Linked DNA regions of Danio rerio: region 1 is linked to region 2. The links are chromatin contacts, called in public Hi-C maps. All regions are on one chromosome and are shown on one strand. The core of a region is the stretch at or near the end of the contact, and the rest is flanking DNA. Distances in the headings are between cores, read along the strand shown. Region 1 overlaps LOC141380185 (a long non-coding RNA gene). Region 2 holds the start of LOC100151486.

Evidence for each region. Hi-C and Micro-C count contacts between places; a contact is called where the count stands out from the background.
Region 1: a Hi-C map of embryo shows a contact between it and region 2, with 2.5 times the contacts expected there. The contact joins the enhancer-like site here to the promoter of LOC100151486 in region 2. A contact is called at or near these places in 2 of 18 Hi-C or Micro-C datasets (caudal fin and embryo) and 1 of 4 datasets of contacts at active chromatin or transcription factors (caudal fin).

The regions. Positions count from the first base shown.
Region 1 is chr22:12,893,563-12,897,933 of GRCz12tu, forward strand. It overlaps LOC141380185 (a long non-coding RNA gene), which reads right to left. Exons shown (of 8, transcript XR_012397804.1): 8 at 1,251-4,371. Among named protein-coding and RNA genes, the nearest start is that of ahr2, 37 kb to the left of the region's middle. Within about 2 kb of position 2,384, at least 17 of the 62 cell types and tissues checked have an H3K27ac peak or open chromatin away from gene starts, as enhancers often do. A contact at or near this core is called in caudal fin, where this site is marked.
Region 2 is chr22:12,632,336-12,636,602 of GRCz12tu, forward strand. It overlaps LOC100151486, which reads right to left and starts at 2,953. Exons shown (of 5, transcript XM_073937417.1): 1 at 2,618-2,953; 2 at 2,020-2,211.

The DNA.
Region 1 (4,371 bases), core at 1,134-3,633, 260 kb after region 2:
AAACTCCAGAAGAACAGGAAAATGAGAGATGAAAATGGAGAAAATAATCAGGTCATTAATTCATATATGTGAAAACGAATTATTATGGACCCCTACAAATCTATACTGAATCTAAAATCCCTTAACAGGGAGACTAACAGCAGCAATAGCAATCCCTGAGTTTAATGTGGAGTGTGGAAAGCGACTAACGAATGACATATCTGTATATGCATGTGAAAAGATAGCCATGATTATTGCTTTGCAATGGGTAGAGGAGAGTAGACCACAGAGTGGTGATTGCATCGGATTCAAGTGCAGTAGTAATGAGTTTACATTATTGCCATTCCAGCTGTAGAGAGGATTTACTATTTAAAATACTGCATCCGTTGTTCAGAATGAATCAAATAGAGTTAATTGTTAGGATGGTATGGGTCCCTACACATATTGGAATTGAAAAAGCAGCAAATACAAATACACATAAATATTAGCAAGTCAGAAGCTAAGGTGGCTATTAACGAACAAAACATGAAGATGTGGCAAATCAGTGAAACGAGGTAAGTAAAGGGAGATATCTGTTTAAAAACAATCTACTTGTGGGCAAAATAAGATCTGGGGGTCAGAATAGAAAAGAGGAGAGGGTTATTACAGTTATAAGAAATAGGCACAAAGGTTTAAATGGCGCTTTATACTTGATTGAAAAGCACAGAAATGGAGCTTGTGAATACTGTGGAAAAGATGAGACATTAGATCCAGCCAGATCTAATGAGAAAGCATAACTATTTTTACTTTGTCAGTTTGGTGTCTAATTCGTACTAATTAAGTTGTACGAAAATGTACAATTTTAATAAAGGAGGCGTGGCAACTCCGCCCCTAAACCCAACCTCATTGGGGGATGAAATCGTACTAAATTGTATGAATGAGATCGTACTAATTTATACTAAAATTAAAAAGTTACGATTTGCCGTGAGATAGTGTTGGTAGATCATGTTTTAATACAACACTAGAATTTTAAAGAAAGGACTACATTTAATTATAAATAATATTCTTAAAAAAGCAGATCATTAAGGAATGGAAACTATGAATTTAGTTAAAAAAACAAAAACAACCAGAATAATAAATACAAATTGAGGATATTTTTTTCATGTTCGTGTTTAGCCTGTGTGTACAGTAAGTTTGTGGGTATTTTCAATTGTCATTTATTTTTGATTATTGTATTTAGAACTTTAAGTTTTTATTTATAACTTTGTTCAAAATAATACATTACTTACCTAGAAAAATACTATACTTGCATTTATTTGTAAAGCCAAATAGTCATTCTGTCAACTTCCTTACGTTTTGCACATTTTAAGATAAAAATGGTCAGTGGCCTTTACACATCAAAAGAAACAAGAAATAATACAATGAAAAAAAACATTATTTTAAAGCCTTAAACTTATTTTTTTGAGTAATTTGTTTCTATTTGCACCTAAATTTAAAAATGAATGTCATTCTTGACCCTTGAAGTTATTGTGCCCTTTCTCCTGCGAAAATGGATGCGTCATATCTTTTATTTTATCATTTCATTACTGTAGCCTCCTCTTTTTCTGTTATTACCTTTGTATGTTCATTGTTATAAATATTGACCAAAAAAAATAAGCATCATGAACTCCTGAAGTGTCCATCAGTTGTACCCTTCAAAATCCCTCATTCTGAAAAGCGAAGTGGCCAGTTTTAAACACTTTGGTTTGGAACTACACTTCAATATGGTGGTCATTTTTGTTTTCACTTCTAAGTGCCTTTGGAATTGGGATATATCCTTTTTAGATAGCACAGATAATTTGACTACTATCTTACAAGTAGTCCTGTTCAAAATGAAATCTGATCTAAAATACTGCCTTTTAAAACCAAACAAAATATCTATTGATTGGTCACGTTCACATTTTCAATTGAAACCAATTGCATTGTGTCTGATTACAGGACATTCTGTACCTTCTGTTTAAAAGAATAAGAACTGAAACTTTTAAGTCATCTGCATGACTGTCCAAATGTGCAATTAACAGCTTTTTTTCTATCAAAACATTGGCCTTAGCGTCGGGTTTTACAGTGCTTGTAAACACAAGCACATGCTCACACAACCATCAACACACCCACCCAAACCCCAACGCACACCCAAGCACCTTTCCCCCGTCTCCTAGTACACACAGTCTGTTTTTATGCCTTCGTCCATTGTTTTACACTACTCTCACCCTCCTTCCGCTTATTCTGTTGGCCGGGAGCCACTGCCAGACTCTGTGGCTCTGTGGTTTGGTTGGAAAGGGCTAGTTCTCTCGCTCTCCTCGTCTGGCATAGGTGCAGTGTTGGGCCTCTGCGTCTGCAGCAGACACACAAACACACTCACACAGCTCCCTTCGCACGCGAGGTGCCGTGTGGGCCGTGGTCTCAGACATTCTCAGGTGGTGACTTCAGGAGAAAGCGTCTACATCCGCAGGGCTCCTGGGAAAACGGGCTGGCTTGTTCCTTTTGGAGGTCTAGTCGAGGAAAAGGAGGGATCCTTTCCTTTCTTTCTCTCTCGCTAGTGTTCGCTCGCTCCCCGCTCTCTCTTTCTTCCTCAGTCCACTCTTGGCCGTTTTAGGCTGCTGATCATCTGGTGCTGATTAAAGTCCTGCCTTCCCTGTTGACATGAGCGATGAGCTGATGAAGCCTCTACTCTCATTTCGTCTCCTCTTCTGTATTTCTCTGTGTTTAACTCCTTTCATCTCTTCTTAAAGGGGTAGTTTGCTCAAAATTAAATATTTTGTTATAATTTACTTACCTGTTTCAAACCTTTATGAGTTTCTTTCTTCTGTTGCAAATTAAAGGAAATATTTTTTAACAAAACTATCAAGCTGTGACCATTGACATCCATAGTATTTGGTATTCCTTCTATGGAGGTCCATATTTACAGGTTTTTAGCTTTCTTCAGAACATGTTGAACAGAAAAAAGTAGGGTTGGGCAATGTCGTCCAATTTGGCATTGTATGATGTCTAATGTGAAACATTGAGATGGACGATGGCATCATCGTTGTAGGCAGCTTATAAATAATTGATTAATTTACAACAAATTAATTATTTGTTGCCTACCGTTTCAACTACCTGACCCGCATGGTTTTTGTTTTACCCATAACCAAATCATAAATAAATAAAGATAAGTTACACACAAATTACCACCTGTCATTCACTTTTCTGCAGTACTCTGGCATGAACAGGCAGAGTGATCTGTATCGTTATAATGGCGTCGACAAACTTGGTTGGTAAAAAGGTGCACAACCAACAGCTACCAACCAACAATATCTGAGGTTTTCGCTAAAATGACTAAGTACAAGCGTGAAAGCGAAAGATTGAAGCAGTGTACTGATTCTGTGATGCTTTACCTGATAGACTCAAAAGACCAAAGAGTCGTAAGATAAAGAAAAGATTAATTAAATATCACATTAAACAAATATAGTGAGACACGATCCAGTGGTTGATCCTTGATAAACTGTCCGATATGCACTGCTCTCTGGGTTTTTGTGCTCAGTGAGCCCGCTGATTGCTGGAACTCAGAGCATGACTGTGTCTGTATGTGTGTCTGGTCACATGATGTTTGATGGACGATGGCATTGTCTACTAAACCAACCCTACTCTAAAGCATTTGGAACCAAGTAAATAATTTTTTTTGGGGTGAACTATCCTTTTCATCTGTCCTATCTCTCTCTCTCTCTCTCTCTGATTTTATCTAGTCTCTTAGCTTGTTTGTTTCTTGTCTCTTGTTGGTTCATTCTCATTTATCTCATTTCAATTTATTTCCTCTTTCTCCTTTTAGTTTATTTCGTTCATATATCTTTCAATCTCTGCTTGCTTCTGATCTTGTCTTTAATAGTTCACTCTTGTCTTGAAACCTTGCTTCAACTATTCCGTTCTTGTGTTTTCTCACCTCACTTTTATCTTTTTCTGTACTCTTTCTCTCATCTCCTGTCTTTATCAGCTATTTTGCTACACCTTCATCTAATTGTCTTGTCTGGTGGTGTAAGTTCTCAGTTTCTCTCATATTTTATCTTGTCTCTGCTTATCTTGCTTTTATTCGCTAGTAGGTTGTTTCTCATTTAGTCTCATTTACGTTTCTTCCATCTGTCCCTTATTTATTGTTTTCTCAAATATCCATCACTTTGTTTCTGTTTGCTTCTTATCTTGTCTTCAACGATTACCTCTTATCTCTTTTCTAAGATGTACCTTGCATCTTCTATTTTCGGTCTTGCGTTTTCTCACCTCACTTGTCTCTTTTCCTGTTTCTCTCTCCTCTCCTGTCAATATCAGTTTTTTGCTCTCGTGTCGTCTCGTGTCTGTTTCTCCTCTCTCTGTCCCTTTTTAGCCTTCAAACCGCCACAGAAAACCGAG
Region 2 (4,267 bases), core at 1,703-4,202:
AGAACCAGGCTGTTTTAATGAGTGACACTTGTACTACACACCTGTCCTACGTAGAACTTCGATGACCATGAAAGAAGAGAGGGAATAAGGGGGCCACTGCATGGTCCTTGAAATCAGAGGAGTAATTGGCGACTAACAAAAGTGATAGAGAAGTCCACATCCTTTTATCAATCTGTCTATTTACCACATCATGAGTGTACACTTGGACCTGGAGGTAGCAGTGTGTTCAAGAGCCTATTCTCATCTCTCTTGACTCTCATCCTACTATCTCCTTTCTGTCGCCCCATCTGTCCCCAAATGCCATGCCCGCCGTGACAACTGCCCATGGGAAATGGAAGTAGAGCACAGGCTACCAAGGGGCACTCTTCGCCTATAGGGGCCATTGGGGTTTTAGTAGTCAAGACCATATGGAAGTGGAGCAAGTCTTACAAGTGTTATTAAATGACAGCTCAACACCATACAAGCCTCAAGACCCATGGAGAAGCTAGAAAGAGGATAAAAGGAGGAATGATGGCAGTGAGGAACAAAAGAGGACCAGCCCTGGCCCATTTTAACCTTCTGTTTTATGTTAAAGTGACATTTATTCTTGAGGACCTGCCGCTTACTTCAGATCGGTTGTTTATTTTGTTGATAAGTTTACATTAATCTTCATCAATTCATGCCTCCTTTTCCTTGCAACTATGAAGTTAACCCTGGGGTGATGGAGGGCATGTGGGTTAGGTGCTGCCATCCACAAGGTGACAGAGTAGATTTACTCAAGAAACTGATATGCCAGTGTATGATCCCATAGAATGGCGCATTATGGGATAGTCTTTTATACATCGAAATATCAAGCTCGTAATCTCCCTTGCATTGAAAAAAAGATTTCACCCATGAGTGCGGTTTCCTCTCTCACATCAATCTATACATCCCACCCATCTACATGAGGATGACAGATTTAACGAAACAAAGATCAAAGGTTAAAACCAGCTTATTTCTTTATGTTTGGGATATTACTAGAGGGATAAAACTGAAAAACCCTCGTTGAGCTCTGCATCTATCTTCAAATAGGAAAAGGAAGGACGGATAGACAAAGTGGGATTAGATCTAAAGCTCTGTAAAACCTCATTCTGACCTGCATATGTTGAGTTCTGAACATAAATGTTAGAAAGGCAGAAATAATATGTAATATTAAAAATATACCGGGGCAGCACAGTGGCACAATGGGTAGCACACACTCAAGAAACTCGCCTCACAGCAAGAAACTCATGGGTTCAAGCCCTAGCTGGGTCAGTTGGCATTTCTGTGCAGAGTTTGCATGTTCTCCTCATGCTTGCGTGGGATTCCTCTGGGTGCTCCGGTTTCCCACACAGGTCCAAATACATGTGGTAGGTAAATTGGTTAAGCTAAGTTAGCGGTTCATTCCACTGTGGCTACCCTAATCAAGGGACTAAGCCGATAAGAAAATTAATTAATGAATATTATATATATACAAGCCCAAATACATGTGGTAGGTAAATTGGCTAAGCTAAGTTGGCGGTTCATTCCACTGTGGCTACCCTAGATTAATAAAGGGACTAAGCCGATAAGAAAATTTATGAATGAATATTATATATATACCTTACAGTTTTTTTTCCCATTTTTATGTCACTAAGTCATGATAGGATTGACCTAACTTGTTTTACTCGTCTGCAGATTTTGGACGGTGAGACGAGGTGGGCCGCCGCTGTTCACCTGAGCCCCTCAGATCATGTAACCGTTCAAGTATCTGCTGAAGTAGGGTTGAGTTTCATCAGTACCTCTGATATAAACTACAGCTCTGACCTGAAACAGTCTTGTTGGTCCATTACATGGTTTTTGTTTTGTAAAGTCTATAGTATTTCCTTGCTTATTTTTAAAAAATTATGAAGGAATTTATGAACAATGTTAAATACAGGGAATGTCATTATAAAACATTCAAAAAGACTGACTGACAGACAGATAGAAAAAAGAAAGATATATAGATGGATATGAACAAAAAGACAGACAGATACTACTCACATCTGCAGCTTCTCAACGATGGACGTCCAGCGTTCTCCAGCCTCCGGCACCTAGACTGCAGCTCTGAGCAGAAAGTTTGACCGGAGGAGATTTGGTTGTGAGCCTGGTTTCTCTCAATTTTTTTCCTTCACTTTCGTCAATTAGTGAAGTTTGTTCCTCGCCACTTTCACCACTGGTTTGGGACTTGTGGAGCTGCACATCAATGGATTTGCTCTTCAGTGTTTGGACTTTCAGCAGTGAAATTATACCACACTGAATTGAACTAAACTGAACTTCAATTTACTACAACTTCTATGTTAAGATGCTTTGACACAATCTACATTGCAAAAGTGCTATAGAAACAAACATGAATTGAGATAGATAGATAGATAGATAGATAGATAGATAGATAGATAGATAGATAGATAGATAGATAGATAGATAGATAGATAGATAAAGATAGGTAGGTAGGTAGGTAGGTAGGTAGGTAGGTAGATAGATAGATAGATAGATAGATAGATAGATAGATAGATAGATAGATAGATAGATAGATAGATAGATAGATAGATAGATAGATAGATAGATAGATAGATAGATAGATAGATAGATAGATACTCACGGTTGTAGATGCTCTGTCATCAGGATTCAGTGTTGTGAGTGAGACGGTCATTCTTGAGTCACAGGAGTGATTTGTGCTGTTTGCTGGATTAAAACACTTCATCTGGCAGTAAACACAGCAGGAGATGTGCAGCACGACTAACACACATCACACTGTAATCCTGGATTACAGGAGGGTCAATTCATTTCCATCCAATCGTTTTATTCTATTCTGTTTGTCTGTTCGTATATTTGTATATTTCTTTCTGTTCATTTCTATCTATCTATCTATCTATCTATCTATCTATCTATCTATCTATCTATCTATCTATCTATCTATCTATCTATCTATCTATCTATCTATCTATCTATCTATCTATCTATCTATCTATCTATCTATCTATCTATCTATCTATCCATCCATCCATCCATCCATCCATCCATCCATCCATCCATCCATCTATCTATTTATCTATCTATCTATGCTACCTGTCTTGTCTTTGCTAAAAGTCTTGTCATTGATCCCAGTTGATCATTTGGGAAATTGACAGAAAGTATATATATTTTCTGATGAATCATCTGTTGAGCTGCATCCTAATTATCACAAATACTGCAGAGGACCTATTGGAACCCGCATGGACTCAAGATTCTCACAAAAATCAGTAAATTTTGGTGAAGGAAAAATCATGGTTTGGGGTTACATTTAGCATTGGGTGTGCGAGAGATTTGCAAAGTGGATGGCAACATCAACAGCCTGAGGTATCAAGACATTTGTGCTGCCCATTACAATACAAACCACAGGAGAGGGCAAATTCTTCAGCAGGATAGCGTCCCTTCTCATACTTCAGCCTCCACATTAAAGTTCCTGAAAGCAAAGAATGTCAAGTTGCTCCAGGATTGGCCAGTCCAGTCACCAGAGATAAACATTATTGAGCATGTGGGGGGTAAGATGGAGGAGGCATTGAAGATGAATCCAAAGGATCTTAATGAACTCTGGGAGTCCTGCAAGAACGCTTTCTTTGTCATTCCAGATGACTTTATTAATTAAGTTATTTGAGTATGTATAGATGCAGTTTTTCAAGCTCATGGGAGTCATAATATTAATTCTTTTTCAACTGCACCATGACTTTATATTCGATACTGTACATAAATAATCATAATATAGACGCTTTTGCCTTTCATTTAATCCACTTCTGATACCAAATGATCAACTAGAAGTCAAGTTATTATTTGTTGTTCTTAAAACAAAATCTGTCAGTTTGTCTGCTGTTTGCTCTACTTTGCAGTTGAAGTCATGTAGGGTTTTGTGTTTTGGTAACTAGACGTAAAAAAAGACAATAGGTTACTGTGAGGTTGGGTTTGGTATAGGTGTTGAATTAAATAAATAAAAACAAGGTTACTATAAGGTTGGTTTAAGGGTTGAGGTGTAGATGTTAGTAAAACACAATAGGTTACTGTGAGGGTTGGGGTAGACGTTAGTAAAACACAACAGGTTGGACTTTGTGTCATATTCAAGACATTAAATAAATGAAAACTCCAGGAGGTTTGTACAGCCCACATGGAGCTCAAGTCCCATCCACTTAGATCGGACCAGCCCATTTGGAGCTGGCTCCAACCTTTGTTTATACCCTTCCCATAGAAACACTGGTATTGGTGCAGAACATGCAGTTTA